Regions from separate parts of the Acanthopagrus latus genome. Here region 2 is linked to region 1. The links are chromatin contacts, called in public Hi-C maps. All regions are on one chromosome and are shown on one strand. The core of a region is the stretch at or near the end of the contact, and the rest is flanking DNA. Distances in the headings are between cores, read along the strand shown. Region 1 holds the start of si:ch211-106h11.3 (CCN family member 1). Region 2 holds the start of rtbdn (retbindin).

Evidence for each region. A called contact is a pair of places that touch in the nucleus more often than the background predicts.
Region 2: a contact with region 1 is called in a Hi-C map of liver, with 2.5 times the contacts expected there. The contact joins the promoter of rtbdn here to the promoter of si:ch211-106h11.3 in region 1. A contact is called at or near these places in 2 of 4 Hi-C or Micro-C datasets (liver and muscle).

Annotation. Positions count from the first base shown.
Region 1 is chr23:5,063,296-5,069,867 of fAcaLat1.1, reverse strand. si:ch211-106h11.3 (CCN family member 1) reads left to right here and starts at 4,980. Exons shown (of 5, transcript XM_037090158.1): 1 at 4,980-5,195. The coding sequence starts at 5,145.
Region 2 is chr23:5,226,186-5,232,731 of fAcaLat1.1, reverse strand. rtbdn (retbindin) reads left to right here and starts at 4,758. Exons shown (of 6, transcript XM_037087747.1): 1 at 4,758-5,068; 2 at 6,234-6,413; 3 at 6,546. The coding sequence starts at 6,254.

The sequences.
Region 1 (6,572 bases), core at 3,731-6,230:
CCTCGCCCTCTACTTCCTAGCCGCTTCAGCTGTGCAAGGGCCCGGCCTACAGACAGTGTAGAAACGTGGCGAGGCAACATGGCATTATTCAATTATTCAAACATAATTATGAATATTATATTATTGCCCCTAAATCCTTCACACTGCACCTTAAATGGAGCTTGTTTTGTGCACCACCTACAAAATGATACAACACTGATACCGAGACAGAACTTCTGTCCTCTGCATATGGTGCAATGCAAGTAAGTCTGAGATTTTTAAGAGATTGTTATAAGGGCATTTTTGTCGTCAACAATGATGACATCCTCTCACTTTTTTTGCGTGCCACTTCCCACTCTGAGACAGTACAAAGGGTTTGATTAGAAAAGAGAGTGACTGGCCTGGAGTGATATTTTCTACAGTGGACAGAGGAGGGAGCTTCAGGCTTTGACACACTGCAGCTTTGCGGCCAAAGACATTCTAACAATGACTTGCTGGAATTCCATATGGGGCTTTAGTTTCCTGACATAGCGTAAAGTCAGTCTCACGATAAAGATCTTAATTCCTAGTCTGGCCCGACCGAACTGGAAAAGGTAAATGCATGTGTGTGCCCACGTCCACTTATTTTGATGTGTGTGTTTGCAGGCCGTGCTGTATGAAGAGTGAGAGGAGTGTCGCAGCAGGTGTGGTAGAGGCTCTCCTGAACAAACACTCCACACCTGTCTTCCTCTGCCCCTCCTCTCCACTTCCATTCCTCCTCATGTACAAACACACACACACACACACACACACAAAGCTCTCCTCACCTCAAAACCACCACCTCTCTGCTTGACTCGCGGTGCTGTGCTCTTTGTGGCGAAAGAATCAGAGCTGCTTTTGTTCCACTGACCTCACTCTACTATCCTGTTCTATCTACTTTCTAATATTTCCATGGCTCTGTGCATGTGCCTCACACCTCTCCCTCTCTCTCTCCCTCCCTTACCCCCAGTCTGACTGTCTGTCTTTTATTTCCACTGGCTTGTTTTTTTGAAGGTTTGATCTGTTTCTCACCTGCTGCTGCTCGCCTCTTCTTCCCCCCGTCACCCTCTCCCCACTCTGACCATTCCTTTGACTTTTTAATAGTAGTGACAGGGAGGTTTTCCAGTGAACTCTTAAAGCAGACTTGTGTCACTTTAACCATTACGAGTTGACATCCACTGTCAGCTCAGAATGTAAAGGTCACGGCGCGGGGCAACTTCCCAGTGGCAGTGTGTAGTACCCCCGAGAGCTAATGAATGCCTCTACTTTGGTGTGTTGGAAACTCTGCATGTTTGTTTATTATGTCTGGGATGGAAGCCACCGGGACCAAAGTGGAGGAGACACATTCTTTGATGAGTCAATGGAACTGAAATATGAATACAACAACAACATATTTCTGCGCAAACACACACGCAGACACACACAAGCTTCAGAGAATTTTTCCCTTCATTTTCTCCCTTCGTGTTGGGTTTGTTTACACGGCCCTGTTACATCACCTCCGCGCCCTGACAGAGAGAGACGGATTGTGTGGGGAGAGGATGGAAGTTTGGTGAATACATAATTTCGCTCTCTGTGTAGGCCTTCTGTGTGTGTGAGAACATTTTGTATGCAGCACACTGTACGTATGAGGGTGTGCGCTGGCCACAGGCAGGTTGTGCTTCAAGCATCACCACTGAAAGTCACAGCAGCTGTTCTTTCTGATGAAAACACACCAAGCAATCCAAGTAGTCATTTATAACAACACTTAAAGCTATTCTGAGGGTCCTGATCATTCTATTGCACAGAAAAAGAAAAAAAAATTAAGAATGTTGTAATCAGTTTCTCAGGTTGTGACTGTATGTCCTATCTAAGTAGCTGGTCCACCATTTTGGTTCAGACTGAAATATCTCAACAACTATTGAATCAGTTGCTACTTAATTTGGCGCAGACACTCAAGGTTCCCAGGAGATGTATGCCACTGATTTTACATGTGGTGCAATCAACCATCAGGCTCACATTTGTGGTTCGAGTTACATTTTCCCAACAACCATTTGTTAGAATTAAAGGGGCACTATGTAGTTTTGAAGAAGAAATTCAAACTTAAAAGGTTATAATCCAACCTCAGAAATAATTACGTTCTCCGTAACTGAATAAACACGCTGTTCTCAGAGGAAACTAAGGTCCCCAGAAGATCACTGTCTGAAGTTAGAGAGGTGGCAGCCAAATATAAACAAAGTAAAACAGTATAAAATTGTGTTGTCCTTTAAGGTCACTTTGTTCATTTGTCATTCGTTTATTATGTCATGCAAACAAAGCGGGTTTGTTTATCCTGTTGTTTAGGCATAAAATTCAGTGAGAGACCTTTTTATTTCTTCCTCAAACAACATAGTGCACCTTTAATCGCTTTGTGTTAATAATGCATTTATTTGCGTCTTGGATGCTCCCATTCCACAAGCTGTGAAATTATTCTCCTGGCTTTCGACTTCAAAATGGACACTATGAAGAAGATTACTATTCTATTCTAGGGCACTTGACATGGATAGAGTAAACTAGTGGACAAAGCCACTGTGACATCAGTCATAGGTTTCTGAAGAGCCTAAATTAAGCCCAACATGTCTGTTCCTCTGCGCCGGTCTTTTTGTTCAATTAACTGCACAGAAAACAATATTATTTGTCTAATATCTACATTAAAAAATTCTGCAGAAGGCAGCAGCACTACAAATACAGCTGAGAGATGAAGGTCAGTGAAGCCAAGCAGGCAGCTCACTCAAAGCGCCCACGGGCCTAATTATTAGTAACCTGAAGCCTTCATATAATTCAAACGAGTGAGCTGAATAAATATTCACCTCTGTTCACTGGTCATGAAGGGATGAATTAGGGAATAAGACCAACTCTTGTACAAGGCTGTGAACTGTATTTAAACATGCTGTGATGTTGGGCATTTCAACATGAAGTCTAATGGGGATTGACTCACTTTTGTTGCCAGCCTGGAGTGGCTACTCAAGGAAATGCAGGTTTTGGTCCTTTCAGATTGGCTTCATTTCCTAGCACTGAGGTTTCAGCTTAGTTACAAAGTTATACTATTTTAAAAGGCTTCACCGAACTGACCCTAATGTGGCTCGTAATTACTGTTTGGTACTGTGTGTTTTTACGCTGCGTTGTTGTATGCACGCTGTCTGTTATATGTTCTGTCTGTCTGATGGGTACAGTGCTGTGAAAAAAATACTTGGTGGGAAAGTGGTGCGCCAAACATTTTGGCTGACTGTCAAGGTTGTTTAGCTGCCTTGAAGGGTTGTTCACATAACTGTTCCCTGTTGAAAACATCTCTTTCTGGCTATTCTGGCACCATATGAGTGCAAAATAAGCCATATCATGCTAACACATGCTAAACTATGATTGTGCATGATAAACATTGTAGCTGTTAAACACAGACACTAGTGTTAGCATTCAGCTCACAGAGATGCTGGCCTGACTGTTGAGTTTTAGTCTTGTGCAAATTTCAGTTCGTTTGCAAATTCAATGGACACAAGTTTTTTAAAAATCTGTTCCATTGTGCAACAGACAGAATATTTTTTCATCCAGATGTTTGGAGGAGTCATTGACGTTACTAGAAAGACTTTCAGAAAAGTGCTGAAAGTTCTAAAGTGACTTTATGCGCTCATTTTTCATATGCTTAGCTCTGACTCAAGCATAATGGTACCATGTGAGAGGCACAAAATGAAGCTGTACGTGCTTTCGTACTTTTGAGTGCTATTGGAGTGAGCCGGTGTTATGCAAATATGAGTATGCCTGCAAGAGGTGTATGCAATGCACAACGTTACTAAATGCACCTCTCTATAAGTGACCATTTGGTTAAGTGCAGGGGTGGTTTATAGAGAACGGGAGGGGGTTGATATCTTCCTCGTCAACACAAATGACTGCAGACACCCCCCTGCTTAATGATACATTTTAGGGAAACTGCAAGGGAAAACAACAATTTAGCCACCCACAATCCCTCTCACTGAATCTCCGCAAGCAGCCCACTGTGGCTGCCTGTGTCAGTGGTGAACACTTCGATGCAACGCTGGTGTGTTTGAGAGCCCATAAATGTGGAATATGTATTTAAGCCTCTCACATAGAGTATCAGTGTGTACGTTAGCCACCAGCTCAGGTAGAGCAGATGGCTGGTTTCCTGTGTGCGTGTCTGCGGGAGTGACAGGAAGATTATCCAGGCGGTCCTCACCTCCGCTCAATGAAAACCTTAAACCAATTGAACTGAATTCTTGTCTGTTTACATGGTGTGTGTGTGTGTGTGTGTGTGTGTGTGTGTGTGTGTGTGTGTGTGTGTGTGTGTGTGTGCAGGCCTGGGAACCTCTGAGTAGGTAAAAGGGATGTAGGGGCTAAAGACAGGATATGGAGGGGAGGAAAAAAGAGTGATGAATTGCACGGGAGATTATCATAATCATTTTCAACATCACTATCACTCAATCACGTAGCTGTACCCTGCTCAACGGAACACTCTGCTCGCCTTGTACATGCACTTTATCTGTCCAGCTCTTGTCTAAAAGTATTTTTATAAAGTGGGGGAAGGAAATTCCTTGCTGTTTTCTATGGCTGCCCCCAGTATTAATGTAGCACAGACTAGCAGCTGAGTATATTTATTTTACCTTTCACAAAGCAGCAGCCGGACAGAGGTATGCGTGTGAAAAGAACTTAAAAGCATCAAAAATATTATTTTCGCTCAAACATAAATAAATAAACACCCAGAAGCCAGGTCCTCTTTGGAATGTAGTAATTCTGAATTTTTATGAATGACTGCATTCATGCTTGGCCACGCCCCCCTCCTCCAAACCCCCGCCCTCTCCTCCCCTCCCTGTCGGGGATACCTTGGCCGCGCGCCTGCCTCCTAATTGGTTGAAGGAGGTCCGGGGTGGGCGTGGCTGCCATAAAAAGCACGGGGCTGATATAAAAACAAGGCTCAAACTTTGATCGAGGAAAATTTACAACTGATGGGAGACATTTGGGGAGCAGTGCGCAAGTCGGATTTAATCTCTGTGGACAAAAGCTATTGTTTCTAAGCCGGTGGAGGATTTATTTTTATTTTTTATATATATATATATATATATATATATATATATTTTTTTTTTAAAAACAACTTTTCTCCTCTTTGATGTGAATCAGCTGACAGCATGGGGATTCTGCTTATAGCTGCTGTCTTGCAAGTGATAACAGTCGGCTTGGTAAGTCTGCTCTCTGTCGCTGCTCCATGTACACACTGAGGAATAACACTCACGTGCCTGTACTCTACTGTAACAACAGCTCGAGCGGATTTGAGCTGCAGTCGTCTGGTTACATTTACAGCCTAATCTACCGCCCGCGCCCCTGCCGTATTGCATATCAAAGTAAACGGTCTGATGAAATCTCACCCACTATTCATCTCCACACAAGTGGATCATCACGTCGAAACTATACACCTACTCCCTCCTGCAACATGACTCAACGTTTTTGACAATGTTTGGAGAGCTTGTGGTAATATTTTCTGGTTTCCAACATGTGGCTCGGGGACCACTAGAAGTCCACGAGGAATTGATATCCGGATGGTTAAGGATAGGAGTGCACAGTGGCCCCTAAGTGTGTTACACTGTAGTTTATTATGGAATCACTGATTCATTGATGTGTAAGTAGTTGTTGCTGGAGCCAATTCGTCCCTTTGTCAAATACAGTTGGTTATAAGTGCCAAATGTGCCTTGTGCGTAAAATCATACACAGCAAAGTAACTTAGAACTAAAGCTGTTCATTAAATGACGAATAATATTTTCCTCTGAAATGCAATTGAATAGCATAACACTGAAGTACCAGTTAACAAATTTAGTATAGTCCCTTTTCACCACTACTTCTACATACTTATCCACAGTTGAGAGACACGCAGTTTGAATATGCTGATAAAACATGGAGCAAACGCATGTCTGGAAGCTCTTACCGGCCACTGGTTAATAATATTCAAATTATTACGTTACCTCAAGATAACAAAGATCATTTTCATGTGATAATGGAGAAAATTAACCTGTTAGCTCTGGAAAACACTCGTTATTCCATGATAATGTCACGTAAAACTCTTGATCTGGAGAAAACAAATAAAATTGTCATCATTATTTCTGGAAAACTGTTGGCCCATGACCGTTTAGGGCCTCTGTACTTGTGGTTGCCTGGGGTATTTGTAAATGTTTGAAAGGTTTCTTTCACCTTTTACAAACTACATGTGCCCTCGCTTCTATCTCTGTGACGGTCCAAAATTACCCTACAGTAATATTATCCAACAGTTATACAAATGACGCCAAAAATACACGTTAAGGTCAATATGAACCCATTGCACACTATAAATACCTACAGGATTATTAAGGGACTTGTATTTGGGGGATGTTTCAAGTACCAGGTCATACTGAGTGATGAAGCTATTGTCACTGCCTTGTGTAGCGTCCAAATTTCTGAGACCCACTTCAGTGACATAGACTGGTGAAAGTGACACACCAGAGGACCTGGCCCGGGTTTAGACACTGGCAAGGTCAGGAAGGGCTCCCTTCAGATGATCTGACTGTGGACAGTCAGATGAGCCGCTC
Region 2 (6,546 bases), core at 3,509-6,008, 160 kb before region 1:
AGCACCATCTGTACAGTTTGATCTGCGGGCAGGAGACCTTGTTCCTTCTGTCAGTCTCCCAACAGGTTGTTGACGTACTCTGGCACCCAGCCGTCTCTGGGGATTTGACGTGTGCCACTAAGGCCGGGTAGATAAATAAGCATGTGTGGAGCAGGCAAACAGGAGCTCAGAGCTTCAGCAAGAAAGGCACCATCAGCATCCACCGGGAGCGCCGACATCTGAATTCACCAGTACTTCCAGAAGTCAAAGCAGCTCTCCGTCTCGACACGCAGGCATGGAGACCATCACTCAGACGGTGGAGGCAGCGGATGCTCACTTCCAGAGGCGAGGCTTGAGGATTGTGCCCAAGCGGGGAGCCTCGTCACAGTTTGTGGGCAGCACCATCATGGTCTTGTCCACTTACGCCATTGCTACCCTGACTATGAACTTTGGGAAAAACCTCCAGGAACGAAGGTTGAGACCAAACGGAAACTAGCACCGATTGGCCTTACCAAAGATCTGGGCTCAGCCTCGTCTCTCCAGAGCTCAAACGAACAGAACTCTTTCTTTTTTTTGCCTCAACTCAAATGTGTCACTTCGACTCATCTCAACTCTGAGCTGCGAGGATGTCGGTCAGAACTCCTGCAGCCACACATTTTTACCAAGAAGACAATCTAATCTGTTTTCAAAGTAGGTGTTTCACATGACATGAGGTCCTACGCATAGCTGAATGGTAATGAATGGACATGAATACTGTGTATGCAGTGCTGCCATGTGGCCACAGGGTGGAGAACTGGGACCTCTCCAGCCCCCTTTTATGGTTTCCAACAACAGTCCACAGGATCTCTGGAAAAGACAGAACAGTGATAGAATTGAACAAAACCCTTTCAGTGCTTTAGACAGAACTGAAACTGATGAGATCAGATGCTCTATGTCTCATAGCTAGATGTTTGAGTATATGTCTGTGTATGTTTTTTTTATTCATCTTTGTCATAAAATTGTATTTCAACATTGTATTGGAGATTCTTATTCTAAGTATAATGTTAAGCTGCTCAAGTGTCTGTGAGCTGATTGATCACACCGAAAGTTATGTTGGCTCAAACGCTGTCTTTGAATAAATGGTGAATTATATTCAAGTGTGCACATTTCTCCCCTGATTTTTTGTTGTCTAACAACTGCATCGGACTCACAAGCATTTAGACAAAGCAGTCACAAAAGTAGCTTTCGGCAGACACAAAACAAAGATTTAATACCAAAAGATACAGAGTTAAATGGCCCGGTCCAGTAGACAAACTGTATACTAATAACTGAGTCATTCCAACGGAAACCTCAGACACCTCGTGACATTTGAAACATTTCTTCTTAGCAAAAAGCTTAATTAGCTACAACAACAATTTGGTATTTGACCAGTGACATTTCTGTCAACTGAAAGGTCACTGACTTTGACCTTTCTTTGAGAGTAGCTTCTACACTCGGAGCGGTGGTTCCCTAAATGCTACAAGACTAAACTGCGGCTGGCTGAATTCAAGTGTCGGATCATTTCCCAAATGACTGACAGCATTTAAGCATCTTCAAGGGCTTTCCCATGTTTTTCCAAGTACAGGATACTCTCGTACATCCTCATGCTGGGGGAAACACATGAAGATCCTGAATTCTGTCCGACCTTTCTTCAATGTGTTTAACATAAGGCCGTGAACAAACAACACAATGGGTTGCATGAATTATACGCCACCACCACTAAGTGTTACTCCTCAATTACTATAAATATTTTCTATAAAATGATTAATCTACAAGTTGTAATGTTACTGTTAAAATAGTTTGTGACTAAAGTCCATGTGTAAAGATGGATTAGTGAGTGGATGAGTTTCTGTGTCGGTCTCAGATGGTCTTTAATGTCCTTGACAGCTTCTGTTGTCTCATTTAGCCACTTGTTAGCAACCACCACTTTCGATTTAAATTGTGAGACATTTAATGACGTATTTTATGTTGTAGAACAAAATGTGTAACCTTATTTCAGGCATTTAACTGAAAACTCATTTGAAAAATCCATTGACTTGAGACAAGGGAACCAGAAATACAAAAATGCTAACTGATTTCTAGGTTTTAGGGCTCATTGCTACACCACTCTATTAGCTAACTAACATTATAGGCCATCAACTTTAGATTTCAACGGTTTTCCATTTTAGCTAACTATTTCAACAGTAAATCAGTGAGTCTACTTTACTTTTAGCTAAATAATTTCAACCATATCCATTCTTTGGCTACTTAAACTTTTCGCTAACTATTCGATTGCTATCAGGCCTTTACAATTTTGCCTTTAGCTATCTACTTAAAATTTGTATCCATTGCTTGAGCCTATGTTCAGTTATTTCAACTGTTTATCTATTATTTAGCTTTTAGCTAACTATGTCAACCATTCCATAGCCTACCTACTTTGCTGCTTCAACTTTCTTTTAGCTAACTATTCAATAGTTAGCTATTCAATCTACTATTCAATCTATAATCAATCGATCGATCAAATCGATCATCAGTCGATCAAATATCATATCAACTAGTTCTTCATTAGTTCAGGACTACTTTCAGTTAACTATTTCAACTTTGCTTTTTTTTTTTGCTAACTACACTATTTCAACTGTGATCTATTAGCCATAGACATAGACCTACTTTGCTTTTAGGTAACTTTTTTGTTTTGTTTTTTATTTCAACCATTCATCCATACGCTTGCTAACTATTTTCAAGTTCTCTTTGAGTTCACTATTATCACTAGTGTACTTTTAACTATTTCAACCTAAATTGTTGACATTAAACAGAAGTTATTACAACTTTACTTTTAGTGTCAACTTCTCTCCGTGCTTGCTATCTAGCCTAGCTTTCATACTTGCAGCGATATGCAACTCGACTTAAAAAAATAGCAACTGATTTGATCTAACAGTTGGTTACACCCCGGGGCACGAGCGGCCTACTCTTGGTCGGCGATCACAACACATCTCATACTCCTGCTCCTATGAAGAGTTTGGTGACAGGTTCCCCACTTCTCACCTTTTATTTCCAAAGGTCCGTGCGGAGGGTTCAATTGTCTACCATCCGAGGGAAACAGGTCAGTGGAACAACAAATCAAAGAAACTCTAACTGGCGGAAATGAATGTCTGTCATTTAGTGAGATGACAAGGGTGGGTGACACTGTTTGCCAGCTGAGGGCCAGCCTAAGGCCTGAGCACAGGCAGTGACCCAACCCTGTTAAATGAGAGCGACAACAAGGGGACACAGAGAGCAACCATGGCCTGCTTTGTCCTCCCTCTCTCTCTCTGTTCCCTGAATAGCTCTCGCACAAAGGATATCGTTATTCCTTCTCTAATTACCAGATGGAGAGCTGTTTGTCTGCCTTTCGCTCCCCTGCTCGCATCCCCAGAAATAAAGTGCTCTGTGGTTATGACCCTCAGCAGTTATGAAACAGTCTGGTGGACAACGGGGGCCCAAGAGAGCCCTCATTCCCTCATTTCCTCATTCAGCTCATACAGCGGGACGCTGAGTTGAGTCCCCAGCGAGGAACCGTCTCATCTGCACTCAAATCTGTGCGTTTATGCGACGGCCAATCTGTCCGGCCCCGTCCTGTCCCCTGCGTGGTTTTTTTTTTCGGTTGCCAAAACCAATCATGTCTGAGGCATGTCACCAATCTCGCAGTCTTGGTTTTGGCAGATGTAACTAGGCCACAAGACACTCTCCATCTGCTCCTCTGTGGCCAAAAGCCTTGGGAGGTCACTCAGGGAGAGACAGAGAGAGGGAGAGAGATTCACCCTGCCAGGGATTAGGCTGGTACAGCAGGTCCAAGGGGAGGTGAGATTAAAAGCCAGGAGCAATAATACACGCGTGGTGGAAAAACACACCGGCTGCCCACACTCATGTGCTCACATAAGCCCATTCAGACCCTGTAGTCTCAGACTCTTGCTGAAACGCATGTGAGCGCAAAACCAACGGAAAGAAGGAAGACGCGCTATCAGGGATTATACCTTCTGCTGGCAAGGTCACCAGCTCCCGGTGTGGTGACCTACATGCATCCATTGACACAGGTAGGGGTGGGGGTGGTGGTGGAGGGGGTGGACTGCATTCAGAGAAACCGGCTGAAGTGAACCCCGTCTTTATGAGAACAGGAACAGGGTTTTTTTGCAACGCGCAGCAGCTTCCTCCCGCCCCCGTGCGGTGTTTTGTTCCGCAGAGATTTGTGTTCCCTGTCCTCAGCATATCATGCAGTATTAAATCTCAGCCGTACCCTCCTCTGACCCCGTCATCTGGAAAAAGCCCTGACCTCTAGAGAGAGAGAGAGAGAGAGAGAGAGAGAGAGAGAGAGAGAGAGAGAGAGGCTGGGGGAGGTCAGGTGTGACTCAGCACCACCTGTGAATGATCCTCTCAAAATCAAGGGCAGCACATGCCCCCTGGGGTCTGGTTTGTTTGTTTTCATGATGTCAATTTGAGAAATCTTTTTTTTTGTTTTTCTTGTCAGTGTTTTTATCTTCAGGGCTGCTCGGACACACTCGGATTGAAGGCTGTCAACAAGGAGGATTTGGTAAACATCTCAGTGGGAGATTAACAAGGAGGGAGTCTTTTCTCCCTGTGTTTGTGTGTGTGTGTGTGTGTGTGTGTGTGTGTGTGTGTGTGTGTGTGTGTGTGTGTGTGTGTGTGTGTGTGTGTGTGTGTGTGCAAGAAGGGAGGGAGGGAGAGAGAGAGAGAGAGAGAAAGAGAGAGAGAGGACTTCCCAGCATGGGGCAGAGGGAGGGGGTGAGTCGCCTGGTGGAAGGGACTGAAATGTCCTTCATATAAACCGGTGACAAAGTGGCGAGCAGCGGCCCCCGGGCAGCAGAGATCACAGCCGGCACAGAGAGAGACAGACACAGACAGACAGACAGACAGACAGAGAGAGAGAGAGAGAGAGGGACAGAGAGAAGAGGAGGAGACCGGAGCACCGAGCATCGCGAACAGGCGCTGGATCCAACAGCAACGCACCGGGAGACACGGAGACAACACTGAGCCACAGGAGGAGCGCAGAAAACAGAGGGAACTAATCCGGACAGAGCATCACTTAACCCACCGACAGGTAAAAAATATATATGATAATGATAATAATTAGAATAAATGAATGCAATTAAAATAAAACAGTCGAAACAGTCTGATCAGATTATAACAACACCTGAATCCTCAGGTCGTCGTGATCTCAGAGTAACATTTAGACGGACGTGTGGCAGCTGAAACTACAGGCTCGTGTGAGAATATAATGTAGCGGAAATGCTGAGCCACAGCTGCGACAGCAGATTGGGCAAAAATACCATAAAGTGTCTTGAGGTGAGTGTAAACTCACTAATGAGCGTCACCAGACTCCATAGGAAAAACTGGAAATTTTTTAAATTTGTTTCCACCTCAAGGTTTGTGTATACATTTTATTTTATTAAGCTGTTCTCAGTATGTTGCAAATTGTACAAGCTACTGCCTGAGTCTTATTCATTTATTTATTTATTTATTTATTTATTTATCTATCTATCTATCTATCTATCTATTCATTTACTTATTCATTTCTTTTAGTATAGCTTTGTACACCTTTGAACGGGTGTCCATTGACAGATTTTGGTGATAAAGACTTTCCCGCGCTAGACTTTTTTACATTTTATTTCTATGTATTTATTTAGGATTTTTTTTCTTTTCCTTTTTTTTATTTGAATTGCATAACTTATTTGCAAAAGCCTATAACCACATCAGTGTTCATTTGTTTACAATTTAGTATTACTCTAATAGGCTTTAGGCTTCTCTAAGTGACCTAATGTGCCAAACTTCTGTTGTATCTTCTCTGTTGTGTAAAACCGGGCCACGCCGGTCCTGTCCGGGGGCCACGCCGCCGGGTCCGACAGATTTGTTTAATTTGTGTTATGTAGGCTACACATCGGCCAGCCGCTTGTTAGATTAAACAGCTCCGCATGTCACCGGGCTCAGCACAGTGCCTCAGTCTCACCTAATTAGGCTCACCCCGTATACTGGGTCACCACATGCAGGGCTCACACGGAGCTAAACAGCCTGAGCTGGATGTCTCACTCACACCGCATCACTCACTGTAGTATGACATAACTGAAACTAAGAGGCGTGAGAGGGAACAGATTTAAAATGTGTTAGAGCGGAGTTTTCGATGTGTTTTCATGAAGCCATTTGTATTCATTCCATGTAGATGTGTGTTTTCATTCTGCCTCTGTCCATTGTGCTGAACTCTCCCCCAGACGTGTTTGTGGCTGCAGAGATGGGTGTCACCTCTCGCCCCCTGCTATTGGTTTGCGTGTGTTTGGTGGCCGCGCTGATTGGCGGAGCTCACTCCGAGGGGGTGTGTCTCCAAGACGGCAAACACAAGGCCACGCCCAGCCCGGAGCCGCACCTGAGGGAGTGTGCGCTGTACTCTGACAGTGAGTGACTGCGTGGTTGTCTCTAAACACTTAAGAGCCTAATGATGTAATGAGACCCCCCATGAGAATATCAAAGTAAATCTGCTAACTGACAGCTGGCTCAATATCTGTTCTCATATCCTCTCATGACAGA